Linked DNA regions of Oncorhynchus mykiss: region 1 is linked to region 2. A link is a contact called in public Hi-C data. All regions are on one chromosome and are shown on one strand. The core of a region is the stretch at or near the end of the contact, and the rest is flanking DNA. Distances in the headings are between cores, read along the strand shown. Region 1 overlaps LOC110506421 (ankyrin repeat domain-containing protein 11). Region 2 holds the start of LOC110506419 (paraplegin).

Region 1 (4,755 bases), core at 1,954-4,453, 120 kb before region 2:
AGATTTTTTTGTTTGTTGAGGTCACTCTTTTCAATGGGTTTTCATTGGGAATCCAGATTTCTAAAGGACCTTCTTGCAGTTCCTATCGCTTCCAATGGATGTCAACAGTCTTTAGAAATTGGTTGAGGATTTTCCTTTGTGTAATGAAGAAGTACGGCCATCTTGAACGAGGGTCACTTGAAGTGTACTGTTAGATAGAGGCGCGTTACCAGAAAGCATGCTACAGTTTTACTCCTGTATTGAACACAGGGCATCCCGTCTTCAATTTTATTGATTATTTACGTACAAAAATACCTAAAGTTGTATTAGAAAAGTAGTCTGAAATGTTTTGGCAAAGTTTACCGGTAACTTTTGAGATATTTTGTAGTTATGATGCTCAAGTCGGAACCTGTGTTTTTCTGAATCAAACGCACCAAATAAATGGACATTTTGGATATATATAGACAGAATTAATCGAACAAAAGGACAGTTTGTGATGTTTATGGGACATATTGGAGTGCCGACAAAAGAAGTTTGTCAAAGGCATGAATTATATTTTTATTTCTGCGTTTTGTGTCACGCCTGCAGGGTTGAAATAGGCTTCTCTGTTTATAATGGTGCTATCCTCAGATAATAGCATCGTTTGCTTTCGCCGAAAAGCCTTTTTGAAATCTGACATTTTGGCTGGATTCACAACAAGTGTAGCTTTAATTTGCTATCTTGCATGTGTGATTTCATGAATGTTTGACTTTTATAGTCATTTATTTTAATTGTGCGCTCTGCATTTTCACTGGCTTTTGGCCAGGTGGAACGCTACCGTCCCACATATCCCAGAGAGGTTAACCCACTGTTCCTAGGCCGTCATTGTAAATAACAATTTGTTCTAAAATTCTTTGGGACTGGGGGGCAGTATTGAGTAGCTTGGATAAAAATGTGCCCAGAGTAAACTATCTGCTACTCAGGCCCAAAAGCTAGAATATGCATATAATTATATTTGGATAGAAAACACTCTGAAGTTTCTAAAAACTGTTTGAATGATGTCTGTGAGTATAACAGAACTCATATGGCAGGAGAAAACCTGAGAAAAAATCCAACCAGGAAGTGGGAAATCTGAGGTTTGTCGTTTTTCAAGTCATTGCCTATCGAATATACAGTGTCTATGGGGTCTTATTGCACTTCCTAAGGCTTCCACTAGATGTCAACAGTCTTTAGGACCTTGTTTGAGGCTTCTACTGTGAAGGGGGAGAGAAAGAGAGCTGTTTGAGACAGAGGTCTGGCAGAGTGGCATGAGCTGATCACGCGTGTGCCTGTGAGAGGTAGCTGCGTTCCATTGCATTTCTAAAGACAAAGGAATTATCCGGTTGGAACATTATTGAAGATTTATGCTAAAAACATCCTAAAGATTGATTCTATGCATCGTTTGACATGTTTCAACGAACTGTAATAGAACTTTTTTGACATTTCGTCTGAACAAATGATTATATGCATTTGGAATACTGGGCTAAATGCGCAAACAAAAAGGAGACTTTATCGAACAAAACAAACATTTATTGTGGAACTGGTATTCCTGGGAGTTCGTTCCTGTCAAGATCATCAAAGGTAAGTGAATATTTATAACGCTATTTCTGACACCTCTCCTTCTTTGGAAAATGGCTGGATGTTTTTCTGTGACTAACGCTGACCTAACATAATCGCAAGGTGTGCTTTCGCCGTAAAGCCATTTTGAAATCTAACACAGCGGTTGCATTGAGGAGAAGTTTATCTATATTTCCATGTATAACACCTGTATCTTTTATCAATGTTTATTATGAGTATTTCTGTAATTTGATGTGGCTCTCTGTACTTTCCCCGGATGTTTGTTTGAGACAATGCATTTCTGATCATAACACACCAATTTAAAATGAGGTTTTTGGACAAAGATTAACTTTATCGAACAAAACACACATATATTGTGTAACATGAAGTCCTGTGAGTGCCATCTGATGAAGATCAAAGGTTAGTGATTAATTTAATCGCTATTTCTGATGTTTGTGAGCCCTTTCCTTGGCTGGAAAATGGCTGTATGGTTTTCTGTGACTAGGTGCTGACCTAACATAATCGTTTGGTGTGCTTTCGCCGTAAAGCCTCTTTGAAATCAGACACTGTGGCTGGATTTACAAGAAGTTTATCTTTAAAATGGCATAAAATACTTGTCTGTTTGAGGAATTTTAAAATGGGTATTTCTGTTGTTTTGAATTTGGCGCCCTGCAATTTCACTGGCTGTTGGCGAGGTGGGACGCTATTGTCCCACATATCCCAGAGAAGTTAACTGACTTGCCTAGTTAAATGAAGGTTAAAAAAAAAAACTCTACAAAAAAACTAAATGTAATTTCATTTAATTCTTCCAGCATGCACTGCCAGGCTGAGGAAGTGATGTAACATCCCCTCCCCCTCCAGTCTTACCTGAGTCAGAATCTTTCTGGTCTCCATTGGCTCCAACAGTGAAGGGAAGCTTCCTCTTGGATGCCTTCTCTTTCATCTCTTTGACGCCATCGCTGCGGTCCAATTTAGGAGTCTTGTTTGACAATACTTTATCCTGGCAAATAAAAAAAGAAAACATGAACACCATATTGTACAGCTATAACAGTAAAGACACACAGATGATCATTTATGGGGTACACTACTAGCTACTAAAACTGTAGATTAAAATGAAAGGGCTGATGTGGAAGGATATTTATAGAACTTCCTCTAGACGAGTGCCAAGCTTTGGCCTAACGTTGGAGACTTCCCTTAGCATTTGGGAAAAGACAGAGCCTGAACAGACAGAGACAGAGGGACACAGGCCATCCAGGCCAGGACACATTGACTGAGGGACACAAAGAGACAGGCAGGCGGCAGCTGTGTTTCCCAAAGCTTTACACTGCAGCGTCTAGAGACTTCCAGCGATTAGGGGATTTGCAGAGCGTGACTTTTCCATGGAATTTCCTCTCGGTGTTCCGGCAGCAGAGAGCAGAGGCAGACAGTCCCAAATGGAAAGAGAGAGATGGAAGGAGCGGTAACACCCCCGGGGTCTGTGGTCCACGGCAACTGGAACCCATCAGAAGCTCCCGTCCCCCCGCCAGCAAGCGGCCTGCTCCGGCACCAACGGCTCCCTCCGGCTGACGTTCTGTCTATACAGCACAGTACAGCGCTGCCTCTCCCTCGGCCTGCCTGGCCCAAAAGACTGCTGTTAAAGGGGCATGCAGCAGCTCTGATCGGGGCCTGTCTGCTCGGCTCTCACACGAAACACCCTCCTCACATTTAGCTCTAAGGAGCAGGGAGATCTAACACTTCATAAGAAAAAGGAGCAAGGATTTTAGTGTAGTGTTCCAAAGACAGGAAAATATCTCTCTTCTATACAATATACTGCTTATATATTCAAATACCAGGCTATTAACTGCAACCTGATGGTTTTAGTTTGTAGTAGAACTCTGCGAACCCAGATTTGAATGATTGCTATAATTAAATACATCGCAAACGATTATAAAACAAATAAATAAAACCTTATGTAATGCCTCTTTTTCTAAACGCTAGATTTAGAGGGCCAGAGCAGCTGGGTTGTCGGCCGGGTGCCGTCTGTGGTAAGGAAGGCTAATTAAAGAGCTCTGTGTAGGTGGCTGTTTACCACAGAGCGGAGACGCAGAATCCGATCAGATAAGAGGTGGAATGTAGCAGCAGAACGCTCTCTCTTTCTCAGGCTAGTTCCCACTGCTGTACAGTGGCTCGCTCTGCAGCCCGCCCTGGCAAGTCCCAGCCCCCAGCACTCCTACAGTCATGAGACTATGATGTCACCCTTACAGTACAGTGTAGACACACAGCAAGCTCTTCCTGCTGCTTAGAGCTAGGCTTAGCAGTAACTCTGTACACCAGCGAGAGGGAGGGAGGGAACGAGACACATTATTTGTCGGTCTACATGTAGGAGGAATTTCCAAACAGAAAGACAGTACACAGTATACAGACAGCTGACACAGGCACACACAAAACAACATGTCAAGACAGACAGAGGCGTTAGCGCTAGGCAGAGCAAGTCTTGCTGCAACACGCGGAGAAAAGAGAGCCGAATTAAAAAGACAGCTGTGAGCCACTGCTTCAAGGCTGCCTTCATGAGAGACCATGTTTACTGGTCTCCTAGCAATGCTCTCGCTCCTCCTCTCCCTCCCAGAGTCTGATGCAATTCGGTGTGGAAGGCTGTACATAGCAGACGCGCGTAAAGCTGCACCTCTGGGTTGCTGCTGCCCCATTGATTACCATGACATCATCATTCTGCGTCTAAGCCCACTGTGGCTGTCCATGCTGGCAACACGTCCACAAAAACACAAGCTGGCTTTAGCTGCCATTTAAAGGGACAGCTCTCCACACTACCTAGGGGAAAACCCCACTGAAATGTCTCCCTAATCCCTAGTATCACAACCATGTTGAGAAACAATAACACAGGAAATGACACCTGTTATTACGTTACCATTACAACTCTGCTCACATCTAATTAACAGCTCCGTTCATTAGAATCCACTTCTGGGAAATGATGTTCAGTGGTCTAACATAGAACCTAGGGAGAAAATCTCTAGGAACTAATCTCTCATGTTTTGTCTGAGTGTCTCAGTGTCAGGCTGACTACAGCAGAATGCCGTGGCCTGCCTGCCCAGGAACGTAATGCTGTTTTTGATGCATGAGGATCTACATTTGCCACACAGTGCCAGCAGCCTCCACTTCATTGGTCAGAAATAAAGAAGATTACTTCATAGATAAAACCTGGACTAC
Region 2 (4,552 bases), core at 1,161-3,660:
GAAGATTTGTATGCCCAATAATCAAAACTGGAGCCTTGAGAGGTCAACTTAAAGTAGCTAAAAACGATATTTTGTTTCGGCTTAATCTTCTTTAAACTACCCCTTGCAAACTGTTTCCAGACGGGATTTGGCTTCGATATGGGGCTGAAGGAAAGAGAAAGATGCCAAATGAAACACTGATTGTGATTGGCTCTTGAATGTGGGCGGGTACTATTTGTGCACCGATGAAACTGGCGCCATTATGGATCAAATCAATGTACCAAATCTACATTGACACAATCATCTGAAGGCGCGAACATGGTTGACCGAGTACTTCAGTTTCCATGTTTGGGGACCCATCTCCATTATACAGTTGGGAGAAAAGCAAAGGAAATGGAGTACGAAGGCTGGGTGCACTTGATTGATCTCGCCCAGCGTGATGGAGAAAGACATCTCTTATCGTGTTATTATTCACGTGAACAAACATATTATTGCATACTTAAATCTGATCGTACTCATGATGTCAGTTGAACCATAGCACCTTTACAGATAACTAGCAGCCTAGTATGACCCACATGTCAATAAAGGTAAAATACATTTTTAAAAATGTCCAGATCACAGGTAGGACAGGTCTGAATATCCTATTTCACTTCCAAAACACTTTTTCTCAGTGCAATCATCAATACATGATTTCAATGTCTCAATGTCATAACATTGTTGTTGTTGATGATCTCTGCACATTTTGAAAGTCAGACAGGTTTGGGTTGTTTGGTAATACATATCGATTGCACCGATTGAATAGCGGCCTCTGCTGGGCGGCAACATGACATGCACGGAGATGTAAGAAGAGCTATCATTGGTTAAGATAAAAAATAAATATCTTAAATCTGTTTTCTCATTGGCTTATTGTAATGTTCGTCACGGTGATGGGGTGAGCCTTTATTTTGACTCTTTCAGAGAATAATTTGTTTTTAGGTCCTCTACAATATTAAATGGACATACACGTTGTACTGCATGCTTTTAGGAGTTATTTTTGTTTTGTTTTTGTGACATGCTTTGTAAACAACAGGTGTGGACTAAAAGTGAAAGGCTTACTTACGTGTATGTAAAAGTGAAAGGAAGGGCCCTTCCCAACAATGCAAAGAGAAAGAAAATAGAAAAAGAATAGTAAATAGTAATGTAAAACACATATCTATCTCAATTAACTCGTAACCCTGCACATCTATTATTATTAATTGTATTATTATGTACGTATAAGTAGAAATAAAGTGACAGATAATAAACAATAGCAGCAGTGTATGTGATGAGTCAAAAAAACTTTTGTGCGAAAAGGGTAAATGTAGATTGTCTGGGTAGTTAATTGGTTAACTATTGAACTAATTGGTACCGCTATTTGGTTACCATTTTAACTAATTGTTACCGCTTGCCGTGTGGTAGCTGAGAGAACAGTCTATGACTTGGGTGGCTGGAGTCATTGAAAATTTTTAGGGCCTTCCTCTGACACTGTATAGTATAGAGGTCCTGGGTGACAGGGAGCTCGACTCCAGTGATGTACTGGGCCTCACGCACTACCCTCTGTAACACCTTGAGGCCGGATGCCAAGCAGTTGCCATACCATGCAGTGATGCAGCCAGTCAAGATGCTCTCAATGGTGCAGCTGTTGAACTTTTTGAGGATCTGAGGGCCCATGCAGAGTCTTTTCAGGTTTTGTTGTGTGACCTCTTCATGACTGTGTTGGCCGTGTTCAGACCATGAAAGATCCTTAGTGCTGTAGACACAGAGGAAGCTCTCAAACCGCTCCACTTCAGCCTTGTATTAGGCTACCACCGAGTATATAATTTTTGGTATTACCTTAGTCTACCAGTCTATCAGATTTTATCTGGTATTTCTTAGGCAGGGCAGCTTTTACAATCACAATGTCATGCACAAACCTTTATGAACAACAAAACTTTCCAAGCTGTTTCACCATGATTTTACTGCTAAAAGTACAAGTATAAACACAATGAATCCTCTGGTGGCTACTTTTGTAACTACAGCAGAGAAGTCCTTAGACTTTATTTAACACACGAGAGGCAGATAAGTCAAATACAATGATTTATCAGCGCACAATCTCGATAATAAGTTTATTTTTGTATTTCCGGACAGTTGGCATCTATTCTATGTGCCATTTTTATTTCAATGAACGTGTTTGCTGGAAGTGAAAATCCTGCGCAGGTAGAATGCTCATGATGCAACGTCGTGACGTAATCAGACTAGGGTTCACTAATAACTTTTCTATATATATATTTAATGACAATAAATTATATATTTTCCGCAAATTGAAAGTTATGCCTATCTCGGCGTGAATATATAATAAAACCAGATATGTAAATGCTTTTTGGTCAGACGAACTGTTGCGCTTGGGGTTAAAGTGCGGGGTTCAGCAAATACTTTTTAATTGCGTCAGGATATGTATGTGCTTATTTATTCTCGTGGTCAGCTGAACAAGGAATTTGACCCATTTAATTCACGGACCTTGCTGTAAAGATACAAATTCGTTACCAAAACAGAATGATGGGTAAATCTACATTTCAGAGCATATCAAAGGATTTGTGAACGAAATCTTGTCGAATAAGATACAGAGACAGTTGTACATATACTGAGGACGGATCAGTGTGAGGAGTGATATGTCTTTAATGTAGCAAACCATCTTTATTATACTTGCCATGTTGAATAACAACAGTTAGCTAACTATTTAATTACATGTTTTTTTATAATAAAATGCCGCGCTGACCACTACTGCAATCTCAAGATCGAAAGCCCATTGTCATTACTGACGTTTGCTAGCCAGGTCGTGAATGCACTGTTAATGGCGACCATGTCAGTTTTATTAGCTAGCCAGCTGTACTGTGGTTGTATCTAACCTGTGCGAACGTTAGGTAGCCTAGCTTTCAGTGTAATGGCAGCTCTGCGACGTGCCAGTTCTTGTAGAAATTACAAGACCATAATATGGACCGTGTCGCGACGCACCAATTGTCAATTTGTCAACAACCGTCAAAACAACGATGGCGCCAAACTGCAGCAATCGACATGTATGAACTGTAAAAGATTATCAGGCTCAATTCGTCCATTTGTGACTCAACCACATAATGGCCTCAACCCTGGACTCATTCAGGTTAGTTGCCTGTCTTTGTTTCCACCATGACAATAGCTGACTGTCATTCATATCACAATGGTCATGCCACTCCTGTAGCTACTGTAACCATGAGCAACAGGAAAAGGTCCTAGTTTAATATTATGTTACCACTTCTTTCTCCAGCAACTGCTACACAGACCCATGAGTCCCAGATTGACAGCAATGCGTAAACTTCTGATCAAGAACAACTTGTTCAAAAACCCTGTTGGCCTGTGGAATGTTTTAGGTAAGCAGCCACCCCACCCACTAATTTCGAAGATGGTCTAATAATTCCCAGTCTGATGGCACTGGCTCGTAATCTATCATTCCAGATTCCACAAATAATTTCAGTACATCTCAGTCTAACCAACAAGATAAAAAGAAGAGTGATGGACCTAAGGGAAAAAATCCAGAGGAAGATGAAGGTCAGTAAGAAACCTCAAGGTCAGTAAGAAACACAGGAGATGTTAGCTGCCCATCTTAATTCCCCATTGTCTTTCAGAGGAGAAGAAGCGGCGGGAGCAAGAGGATCAGATGTATAAGGAACGTCTGCGCACTCTCTTCATCATCGCCCTCATCATGAGCCTCCTCAACTCCATCAATACCAGCGGGGGAAACATCTCCTGGAATGACTTTGTCAATGAGATGCTGGCCAAGGGTGAGGTGTCTCGTGTGCAGGTGGTCCCTGAGAGCGACATCGTGGAAATCTACCTCCACCCAGGAGCAGTCATCTTCGGAAGGCCTGTACGTTCCATTTCCTCATTCTAGAATCTGGACACTGATGTACAGTATACTACAAAGCAGAATCAAGGGGTTAGCCCGTTAACTTGCCTAAGTATTCAGATTAACTTTTTTTTTTTGAAAGATGAGCTTGAAATGGGCATGGTCTAATTTATTAAACAAATGAAAACGCATATCTAAATTTAGCTTTTTAATGAACCAGAAAATCAATAGTTATTTCTGGTTGCTTATCAATGTTAGCTGGCTAACTCATTGATCCTACTTTGTAGTATACCCCTCAGTTTTTAGTGTGTTGATACATTCCATCACCACTTTAATGTTGTGATGACCATGTCACCTATTTTATAAGCACAGGTATCTAGATGATGTTCGGTGAAATATGCCCCCCTTCACACGCTTCCTCCCTCCGTCTGTGTGCAGAGGCTGGCTCTGATGTACCGTATGCAGGTGGCCAACATTGACAAATTTGAGGAGAAGCTTAGAGCTGCAGAAGAGGAGCTGAACATTGACGCCAAGGACAGGATACCAGTCTCCTACAAGCGCACTGGCTTCTTTGGAAAGTGAGTTCCCTGACTCTCAACCAACACTTGCATCTGTGATGTGATCATGCAAAACTGAATATCACATGCATGCCATGGTTAGGTAACATGTAATATGTTTATACCTCAATCACATGTC

Evidence for each region. Hi-C and Micro-C count contacts between places; a contact is called where the count stands out from the background.
Region 1: a Hi-C map of liver shows a contact between it and region 2, with 4 times the contacts expected there. The contact joins the enhancer-like site here to the promoter of LOC110506419 in region 2. A contact is called at or near these places in 3 of 3 Hi-C or Micro-C datasets (blood and liver).

The regions. Positions count from the first base shown.
Region 1 is chr26:22,981,214-22,985,968 of USDA_OmykA_1.1, reverse strand. LOC110506421 (ankyrin repeat domain-containing protein 11) reads right to left here. Exons shown (of 14, transcript XM_036964476.1): 5 at 2,422-2,554. Among protein-coding and RNA genes, the nearest start is that of slc22a31, 29 kb to the left of the region's middle. Within about 2 kb of position 3,203, at least 7 of the 11 cell types and tissues checked have an H3K27ac peak or open chromatin away from gene starts, as enhancers often do. A contact at or near this core is called in liver, where this site is marked.
Region 2 is chr26:22,859,251-22,863,802 of USDA_OmykA_1.1, reverse strand. It overlaps LOC110506419 (paraplegin), which reads left to right and starts at 2,410. Exons shown (of 17, transcript XM_021586012.2): 1 at 2,410-3,133; 2 at 3,278-3,380; 3 at 3,466-3,558; 4 at 3,636-3,877; 5 at 4,295-4,434. The coding sequence starts at 2,918. LOC110506421 (ankyrin repeat domain-containing protein 11) reads right to left here and starts at 132. Exons shown (of 14, transcript XM_036964476.1): 1 at 1-132.